2 separate regions of the Gossypium hirsutum genome follow, and region 2 is linked to region 1. The links are chromatin contacts, called in public Hi-C maps. All regions are on one chromosome and are shown on one strand. The core of a region is the stretch at or near the end of the contact, and the rest is flanking DNA. Distances in the headings are between cores, read along the strand shown. Region 1 holds the start of LOC107952924. Region 2 holds the start of LOC107952934.

Evidence for each region. Hi-C and Micro-C count contacts between places; a contact is called where the count stands out from the background.
Region 2: a Hi-C map of leaf shows a contact between it and region 1, with 1.9 times the contacts expected there. The contact joins the promoter of LOC107952934 here to the promoter of LOC107952924 in region 1. A contact is called at or near these places in 4 of 34 Hi-C or Micro-C datasets (callus, leaf and seedling).

The regions. Positions count from the first base shown.
Region 1 is chrA07:33,664,922-33,669,809 of Gossypium_hirsutum_v2.1, forward strand. It overlaps LOC107952924, which reads right to left and starts at 1,372. Exons shown (of 5, transcript XM_016888130.2): 1 at 1,218-1,372; 2 at 798-1,141; 3 at 261-423. The coding sequence starts at 833.
Region 2 is chrA07:33,932,291-33,937,432 of Gossypium_hirsutum_v2.1, forward strand. LOC107952934 reads right to left here and starts at 2,877. Exons shown (of 2, transcript XM_016888140.2): 1 at 2,555-2,877; 2 at 185-488. The coding sequence starts at 2,728. The coding sequence ends at 411.

The sequences.
Region 1 (4,888 bases), core at 122-2,621:
ACCCAAAGAGAGATTTTACATTCATCTTGTGTTATAAACAAATTAGGAATGAAATACAGATGACATGTTAATTTCCTTTGATGATTTTAAATAATAAAAAAAATTCAAAGATGCTTCAAAAGCCAGATGAATTATAACAGGGTTAGGACTGATGCCAGTTTCATTCTCCATATTTCAGCTCTAAATAGTTTAAGAGAAACCATGGCTTCCAAAACAGTTTTCCCTGAAATCAGATATCTAATGAGACAGCAAGCAGTTACCTATCTTGTCACTGATACTAGCTGATTCTTTGTCAAGTACATTTCCTTCAACTGAACCCGCAGCTTTGGTCTTGAAACTTAACCTTTGACATCTTCCATTTCCAGGAAAAGTATGACAAATTTTGGAGGGTGTATTTGCAGATACGGCACTTGAACGATTCAACTGCAAACCAAAAGAAAAAGAAAAAGAAATTGAAGAACAAGGGTATTCAAAAAAAAAAAAAAAACATCGAACTCAAGCTTTGTCTCAATCTGTGTAATCAAAGAGTCTACTCTAGAATTTGAATTGCAGCTCTCCTAACCCTAAGACCATAATTTAGAAATTGAATTAAAAAATAACACAAACAACCATGCACTTGAAAAGAGAAAGCAAACAAACAGGAAACATAGGAACTCTCAGAAAATCCCAAAATATAATGGTTATTTGCATAAAGAAGTATCGTGCCAATAATATAAGTAAATTTTCAAATTTGACATTGAATTCAATCAACAATAGTCACCAATAATAAATCCACGAACAAACAATATAGTACTTACATTCAAGAGAACCGATAATATCCATGATTGCTTCATCCCCAAATATTTTCTCGAAAACTTGAGGACTATTAAGCAAAACTTTAAAACAGCGAAGGGAAGAAGACTAACAACAATCGCTGATAATTGATCGGAGCCTCGCCATTCCCACAATCGCTAGGCTGCACGGTGGGAGACATGCGCATTTCTTTGGAAAGCTTCGCCTTCGACATCTATTTCTCCATATGTTCCACCACACGCAAATTCGCCACACCCAAAATCCAAGAAGAGAGTCTTCTATGCATTTTATGGAAAACCCAAGAACATTTTCGTCTGAATGATGAGTGGAAGTGGGAGGAGATTTTTGTCTGAAATAAAAAAATAAAATAAAATAAAATAAAAAAACTATTAGGAGAGGCGTTGAATAGGCATTCAGAGCCCGACCTCTGAATCAATATGCAGTGTTTACGCATAATAGAGCCCGCACACAATAGCGATTCGGCGGTCAAATTTCAATCAAACAAATGTGCACTGTAGCTCATGGAGCAGAGACGGAATAGAGTAGCCATTCTTTCGAACCAAACATGCCTTAAAGGTTTAAATGTGCAAAAGATTTCTGTAACTTTTTTTAATTTAAAATTTAGTTTTTATATTTTAATTTTAGTAGATTAAGTTTTCATACTTTTTTAATTTAAAAATTTTGGTTCCTCTATTTAATTTTTTCGTTAAAGTTAACAGTGTTAAAGGTAGAATAACTTAAAGTTAACGGTGTCAAAGGTAGAATAATTTTTAAACTCTCAATATTTATAGTTTTTTTTGTCAATTTAACCTTTGCCCTTTAAAAGTACATAAAATTTTAAAAATATATTTTTCCATATTTTAAATAAAAACTTAAAACTTTAAAAATTATAGTTTTTTTATTTTAAAAAATTATAAAAAATAAAAACTCTTTAAATTAAAAAAAAAGAAAAATATTTTAAGAATATAAAATTTCCAAAGTTCATTGTTATCTAAATTGATCGATTACATTGAGAATCAATTAACTTATGAGTCTATACAGGCTGGTTAAACCAAGTTAACAATCAATTAAATCAACAGTTAAACCAATTTTGAATTGATCTCTGATTGGTTTCCAACTACCAGTTCGACCAATTCAAAGCAAATAAATTATTAAAAATAAAAATATTTAAAAAAATATAAAAATCGATTCAATTGATTTTTTAACCAGGTTTAAATTGTTTGTGTCAGTTCGTGGGTCAACTGATTTTTAAAAATTTTAAACTATTTCAGCCCTCAACATTTACAGTTTTTGTCAATTTGGTCATTACCCTTTAAAAGTATGCAATTTTTTTTGAAAAAAATATTTTTTCACATTAAAAAAATAAAAATTTAGCAAATTTTATATTTTTTTTTAAAAAATATGAAAAATAAGAACTCTTTAAATTTCAAAAATAAAAAAAAAATGATATAAAAATCCAATGTTATCTTAACCAAACTAAATCGGTTGGACCAAGAACCGGCTAGAGTACTAGTCCGATGAGAGATAAAAAAAAACTAGTTGACTCGCGAACAGCTACGGACTTGTCAAACCAAGCTAAAAAAATCAGTTCAATTTGTAACACCCCTTACCCGACCCGTTTGTCGAGTCATGATATTGAGATGTCACATTCATTACCAAAGTAACTACGACCACTCCAAATCAATTTAACATTTTTTTAATTCAAGTTGTTAAGCTTAAAATATGGTTTAGACATTTATTTGAGCTTAAAATGAGATTACGAAAGCTCCCAAGGTGAACGAAGGTCGTTTAGGGACCAAATTGTAAAGTTCAAACTATCAAGTGTTTGTTGCAACTTAATGGATTCCATGTCACAATGTCACTCTTTGAATTGAGCTCATCACGACCTCACAATGGTACCACTCGCGATCTCAATCCTGCACTTTGAAAACTTAAGCATTTTACTCTCTATCACTTATGCAATTTTTATTCATAACTCCACAACATTGCTCCTATCAACCAATTCAACCAACATAACATTCTTTTATGCCAAATTCCAACCTTAAACATTACCCAATTCAACATTCAACTTAAAACAACATCAAACATGTTCCTGATACAAAATTTACAAAGAAAATAAAAAACCATCAATTTCTTCCATTGAATTCATCCACAAACATACTTAACATATTCCTATGTACATGCCAAAAGCTATAGCCAAAAATTTAGAATTCATACACTCTTCCAAGCTTGAATTGTGATGAGATGAGTTGGAATCGATCTTCACTCTAAAGCTTCAAAAGATCTTTACCTATGCATTTGAAAGAAATACGTTAAGTTCACGAGAGCTTAGTTGCATATCAAGAATTAAACTTTGCATTTGAAATTAATTCATTACACATACACATATATAAACATATATATATATAACTATCATGAATCACTATCATCATACACAATTTGTTTCAATAATAACTATAGTAAGGTACCAATTCAACAAGTGACAAGCTACTTACCAATGTCATTTTTAAGTTCACTTATCTTGTAATTCTATTGCACAAATGTAAACTCAATAGAACATATATGATATGCGGAATTGTTGGTAATTTGCACCGGAGTGTCACTATTATTTGCACGGATGTACGGATGTCACTTTGCACTGAAGTTCCACAAACACTTGCAACGTAGTGCCGTTATCACTTGCACCATAGGGCCACAATCACTTGCGCGCATTGAAATTTTTCTAATGGCATGTCATTTATATCCTACTAGTTCTCATTTTGTCTACTTGGGCATTTAAAATATCTAATTTATTTACATTTTCTTAACATAGAAGACAATTCAAATTTTACTATTTTTACAAATTAGCCATTCTCCATATAGAATCAACCATTCATCAAATTTCACTTAACATCTATTTTGTCAACATTCAACACTTCACTTAATTACTTCATATCAATATCTATTTCACCTACCTAACTTTTACCCTCTTTGCAATTTAGTCATTTTCTCTAATTTCACTATACATACACTTTTCAATTCATTATAGAAATACCATTTTACTTTCAAATAATTTTCAAAATACACATCATCATTTTCAACTGCAAATATATCTCATAAATGTTATTAAACAAAATTATCATATTCTTGTTGTCGAGACCATTTTTAAATTGAGTTTTTGAAAATGGGAATCAACTTTAAAAACGAAAACGGGAGTCGCCACCAATCTTTTTAGGTGTGATTGGATCACCTTTAAAACATTTTGTTTTAAAATCATTAGTTTTGGTCTACGAAATAAAAAGAACGGGTTCGGGAGTCGGTTACGTACGAGGAAGGATTAGCACCCTCGTATCGCCCAATAATTGGTACCTAATTAATTATCAAATGTCTTTAAGGTCGGAAATTAGAAATTTTAAGATGCAATCCTCTCTTAATATTTTTGATTTTTTGTTTTGAAAATTAGGGTTCACTTATATCAAATAAATCAAAATATTTCATCCAATAAGTTAGGACACCATATTTTTAGGATATTTGGCACTAATTTAGCCTTTTTGAAAATTCCTATCTCGAAACGTCAAAACGCCACATCCAGTAAGTTAGGACACAACGCTTTGAAATTCCAATATAGTTGCTTGTATTTTGAAAATTTTAAAAGTTTAGAAGGGTATTTGACTATTCGAACTCAACGAGAAAAATTGCAACCCAATAAGTTAGGGCACTACTTTTCTCGAAGTTTCCAAACACCAAGCATTACCTTTTTATTTTTGAAAACTTTAGAGTCTCGTTTTTTAAATTGATGCATGAATGAGCATATTTACATTATGGAATAACATACAATATAACATATTATCATAATAAGTAAGTAAAAACATGAATTTAAACAAATTTTAAACAACAAACATAGCAAATTAAAAACAAGTAAAATATACATACAAAAAAATATAGGATATACATTAAAAATGAATAAGTAAGCATATAAACTTATAAGATATAATTCTATATACATTTTAATAAACCAATAGACACAAAGAAAAAAAAATGGTGCATAGCATACAATTTAACATAAACATGCCTAAAATCACACCAACATACATGCCAATTCTAAAATACGACTTCT
Region 2 (5,142 bases), core at 1,627-4,126, 270 kb after region 1:
CACGATTCAATAACGATTTAAAGCAGTTCCCGATTTAAATGGTCTGCCTTCAGACCGGATTGTCAGCCAGTTCCTGGTTCGAAAGGCCAATCCAGTTTAAACAACATTGCTCATTATTATCCATGACTTCATATATATATATATATTAGTAAGATTTAATTTTTGTTAGTTTCCACACTCATCAAGCACCCAATTTTTCTTTACCATAACAAAAACATGAAACACTTACAAAAGCCAGTTTTAAGATTTTGTGAAGGTGACCGGCAAAGTTACGGTCACAACTTATTGATCATATAGAAATCTAAACCGATCAGAGTCTCAAATTCAAATCATAGGGCATGTTACCAAATCCACTGCAAATACACAACTGAACTGCCACCCGTAGGTTTGTCTGAACTATCATTGCTGCTTCATCTATAATCTTTGTTTCCAAAGTTCTTGCACCACAGCTGTGAAGGAATTGGACGAACGGGCTGATGAGGCCTTTGCTGCAAGAAAGATGACCTTTTAGCTAAATGTATCATGGGAATATAAGCTGTCTGATAAATAAAGATGTACAAGTTTTGAAGAAGTTAACCAAAAATTAGTAGATATCATGGCTACGTTCATTTACATTCTACTATTGAGTAGAAACTTGGGTGTTAGAAAAGCAACAATTTGTCTCCAGTCAGAGTTTTGGTTAGTTGAAAATGCAGCTGCTTAAGGAGATAAGAAGTGCATGCAAAGCAATAAAATGAGGATATGGGCTTCAATCATTTGATGAAGTGACAATGCAACACTTAGCGAATGTTAAATTGACCATCTTGAAATGAAGTCATATGGACAGTTGACCTTCTAAGTTCCAACATTGGTGAATTGCCCGTACAATGTTAGAGAGTAAATGCTATGGAGGAATTCAACTTCAAGTTTCAGACAAGAAAATAAGAAGCTGCAACCTTAGATTATTACATAAACTGGTGAACACTTGAAGATTGGCATTCACTAAGGAATAAGTGCAAAGCTAGCAGCTACTAGAAAAAGTAGAATTTTGCATAGCATCAATGGGTTATAATGAAACTGTGGCCACTTAAGGAGATAAGAAGTGCATATAGAAGCAATAGAAATGAGGATAAGAGCTTCAATCATTTGATGAAGTGACAATGTGCCATTTAGCAAATGATAAATTGACCACCTTGGAAGGAAGCCATATGGACACTTGACCTTCTAAGTTCTAAATTGGTGCATTGCCAGTAGAAGATTAGAGAGTAAATGCCATGAAGGAATTTAACTTCAAGTTTACAAATGAGAAAATAAGAAGCTGCAATCTTAGATTATTACATAAACTGGTAAATAGAAGATCGGCATTCAATAATGAATAAGTACAAAGCTAGCAGCTACTAGAGAAAGTAGAATTTTGCATAGCATCAATGGGTTACAATGAAACTGCAGCCACTTAAGGAGATAAGAAATGCATATAAAAACAATAAAAATGAGGTAGGCTTCAATCATTGGATGAAGTGACAATGTGACATTTAGCGAATGATAAATTGACCATCTCGGAATGAAGATGGACAGTAGGCCTTCTAAGTTCTAACATTGGTGTATTGCCAGTACAAGATTAGAGAGTAAATGCTATGGAGGAATTCAACTTCAAGTTTACAGATGAGAAAATAAGAAGCTGCAATCTTAGATTATTACATAAAATGGCAAACATTTGAAGATTGGGATTCAATAATGAATAAGTGCAAAGCTAGATGCCACTAGAAATAATAGAATTTAGCATAGCACGGATATAATGAAATTGCGGCCGCTTAAAGGAGATAAGACGTGGTTACAGGCTTTTCAATCATTTGATGAAGTGACACTTCAACATGTAGCGAACGATAATTGACATCCTAACATTGCAATATTGCCCGTACAAGATCAGGGAATATATGCCACAGAGGAAATAAACTACAAGTTACCAGTTGAGAAAATAACAAACCGCAATCTTGCATCATTATGAATAAAAGTACGCAGCCAGCAGCTACTAAGGAAAACAATTTTTTGCACAACATTGATGGGTTATTATGAAACTGACAGCAATTTTTATGGACTTCAAAACTTTCTAAAGCATTTGCTTTGTGACTACAGTGTAGAAAATAATAATTAGAGGACCGTGATATACACCTAGCTAACATTCAACTAAGTATCTGAATAGTAAGTAATTACTCTTCATTTATTTATAAAATTTCAAGTTTCACCTTCAACCAACATTTATATCAAAACAAACTAAAACCGAACTATTTAATTTAAGGCCTCACCTTACCAATCCCTTCTATCTAATTCCAAATGATATGCATTAAGACTCTACTAGTACTGACCAACTATAATACAATTTCCATTAGGATCCAGCAAATGCATAACAGAAATCTTAGCATGAATACTTTATATTGTTCGAAATCTTTAGATTTTCAAAAGGGTTAAACCTAGACTTAGCACTTAGCAGTTAGCAATTCATATAATTAGGGCAATATACGTTCTAAATAGCAATCAAAAACAGTAATAAAGTGAGGAAAGATGGGGACTTAAGCACCTCGAGCTCGGCGGATTTCATGGCGATCGGGATACAAATGAGGAAAACGCCGAACATAGCAATCGCAGTATTGCGACGCCAGTGCTTGGGCCGGCAATATGGGCCACCAGACATGCTCCACACCTTCGTCCTGAAATCCTCTGCTCCATGCCCTCCATGTTCTGCTCCTCCCATTTTTTCTTAATTTACTCGACGGATCTATCGAAAACTCTTACAAGTCTAACCGGTAAAGCAATTAGATCAGTAAGAAGATTGAAATATTTCAAAAGAAAATGAAATTTAAGAAGTAAAATTTAGTGGCGAGGATTGAGAGCGAAAGAGGAACGAATATTTGGGTTACCTGAGGCAAATGGAAGGTCCAGGATCGAGGATCAGCTGAGTCTGGTTCGCAAATAGAGACATTGTGCTTGTAAATGGGCTTCGGTATTTTGTTGTGCTTGTCGACCAACTTTTCGCCTTTTCACAACTGTACGAGCCCATGGCTGGAAGCAGGCCAGGTTTTGGGGATTTACGGACCTCATAAGGACCTGGCTTTAAGCATTATAAATTCTTTTTAGGGTTAATTGCATTGTCACCATGCTTAAATTTTGAATTGATTTCAAATTTCAAAGTATTTTAATTTGAGAATGCTCAAATGTATAGATATTATATTATTGGGGTAATATATTATTTGGTACTTGAGATTGGTTTCAATATTTAATTTGAAATCTAAGATTTTTGTTTCAATTTGGTACCTAGACCAAACAACCCAATGAATGTTTGACACGTATACTTTAGTAAAAAAAAAACACGGGTACTTAATTAGGACAAAAAAATAAAGCTCAAGCACCTAATTAAACACTGAAACCAAACTTAGGTACTTAAATGGGACAAAGAAAAACTCAAGTACCAAAGTGAACTTTGAAGTCAAACTTAAGTACCAAATTGGGACAAAAAACTCAAATACCGAATTGAACATTGAAGCTAAATTTATGTATCAAACAGTATATTAACCTTTTATTATTTATGAATAAGATAAGGCTTAATCTAACCTTTAGTACCCAAACTTGACATTTTTTCTTGGTTTGATACCTAAATTTTTTTTTGTCCAATTTGGTATTTGAACTAATCAAATATTATACAAATTATCCAAAACACTAATTGTATCAATTTTTATAAGGGGAAAAAAGTAGCTAGTGTATAACCAACATGTAGCAAATGACATGAAATTTAATGGTAGGAACTATTACATTTATCTGGAGTTTTCTTTGTTTCATTAAAATTTTACTTTTCATAAAGACATAGAATAATTTGACTGTTAATGGCAGAAATGATTCAAGAGACTTGATCTTTATAAAGCCCTCAATTCTATAAAAATATTATCAAAAATAGAGGAAATTTGTGTTAAAAAAGCTACTTTGAGTTATGCTTAACAAATGAATATTGAAGAAGAAAAATAAGAGTTTTAAAACCCCCCAAAATAAAATAAATTCATTATGTTAAATTAAAACATTAAAATAAATTAAATAAATTGAACTAAATGTAAATGAACATTTAGAACAAAATCATGTCATCTGTCACATGTCAATCATACACTGGTTATTTTTGCTACCTTATAAAAAAAACATTATTAGCATATTGGAGCAATTTGTATAATGTTTGACAAGTTTAGGTACAAATTGAGAAAAAAGCTTAGGTACCAAATTAGGAAAAAAATGTCAAGTCCAAATATTGAATTGGACCAAAAAGAAAAAAGAAAAGAAATTTAGGTACCAAATTAAGAAAAAGTGTCAAGTTTAAGTACTAAATGTGTTACACCTCAAATTTGGCGGATCCGAGAAGAAAGCACGTAGATGTGAAGTTGTCGGTTTGGCGTACTATGGTAGTTAGTCTATCAATTCACAAGCTTATAATGAATTGATGTTTGGCACATATAGTATTCGTCCATAGAAGTATCTAAGGACTTATTCTCAATTGAAGAAATAATATGACAAGCGAAGAGTACACTTCAGAATGTTCGTTGAGCATGACATGCCTACTAAGTATGTTAAAACTATAAAAGGCTAAGGTATCTTTAAGGCCACGCCATTTACGAGTTATCGCCATAGGTATGGTACACCAAGTGTGCTCGAAAGATGTGCAAGATGGGTTCTGTAATGTGATTGGTTAGGAGTCAACTGAATAGATTGACTAGTCAAATAGTATTATCATCGAATCTTTTTTATATACTCTCTTTGATTTTTGTAGGATATTAAAGGGACAATTTATGTATGTATTTTACACTTGTCAAGATCCACTAAGAGGTATTATATATATGTGGTAAGAAGGGAACGTGTGGATGTTTTTCTTCCTTTCGTTCTACCCTTTAGCTTTATTAAATATTTAAATATTATCTTCTTCTTTGCTAAACTGGAAACTATGGTTTTTGGATTATTGGTGGAAGTTTCAACCACTTGATAAAGTTTGGTAACTCTGCCTGTTAGGATTTTGAAAGAGTAAGGATGTATGTAGTATATAAACAATAAGATATAAATAAAAGGCCCTGCATGGAGGTCATCTGTAATTGAGATGTTAGAAATTTGTTTGTAAATGAGTTTTTAATGGTGATT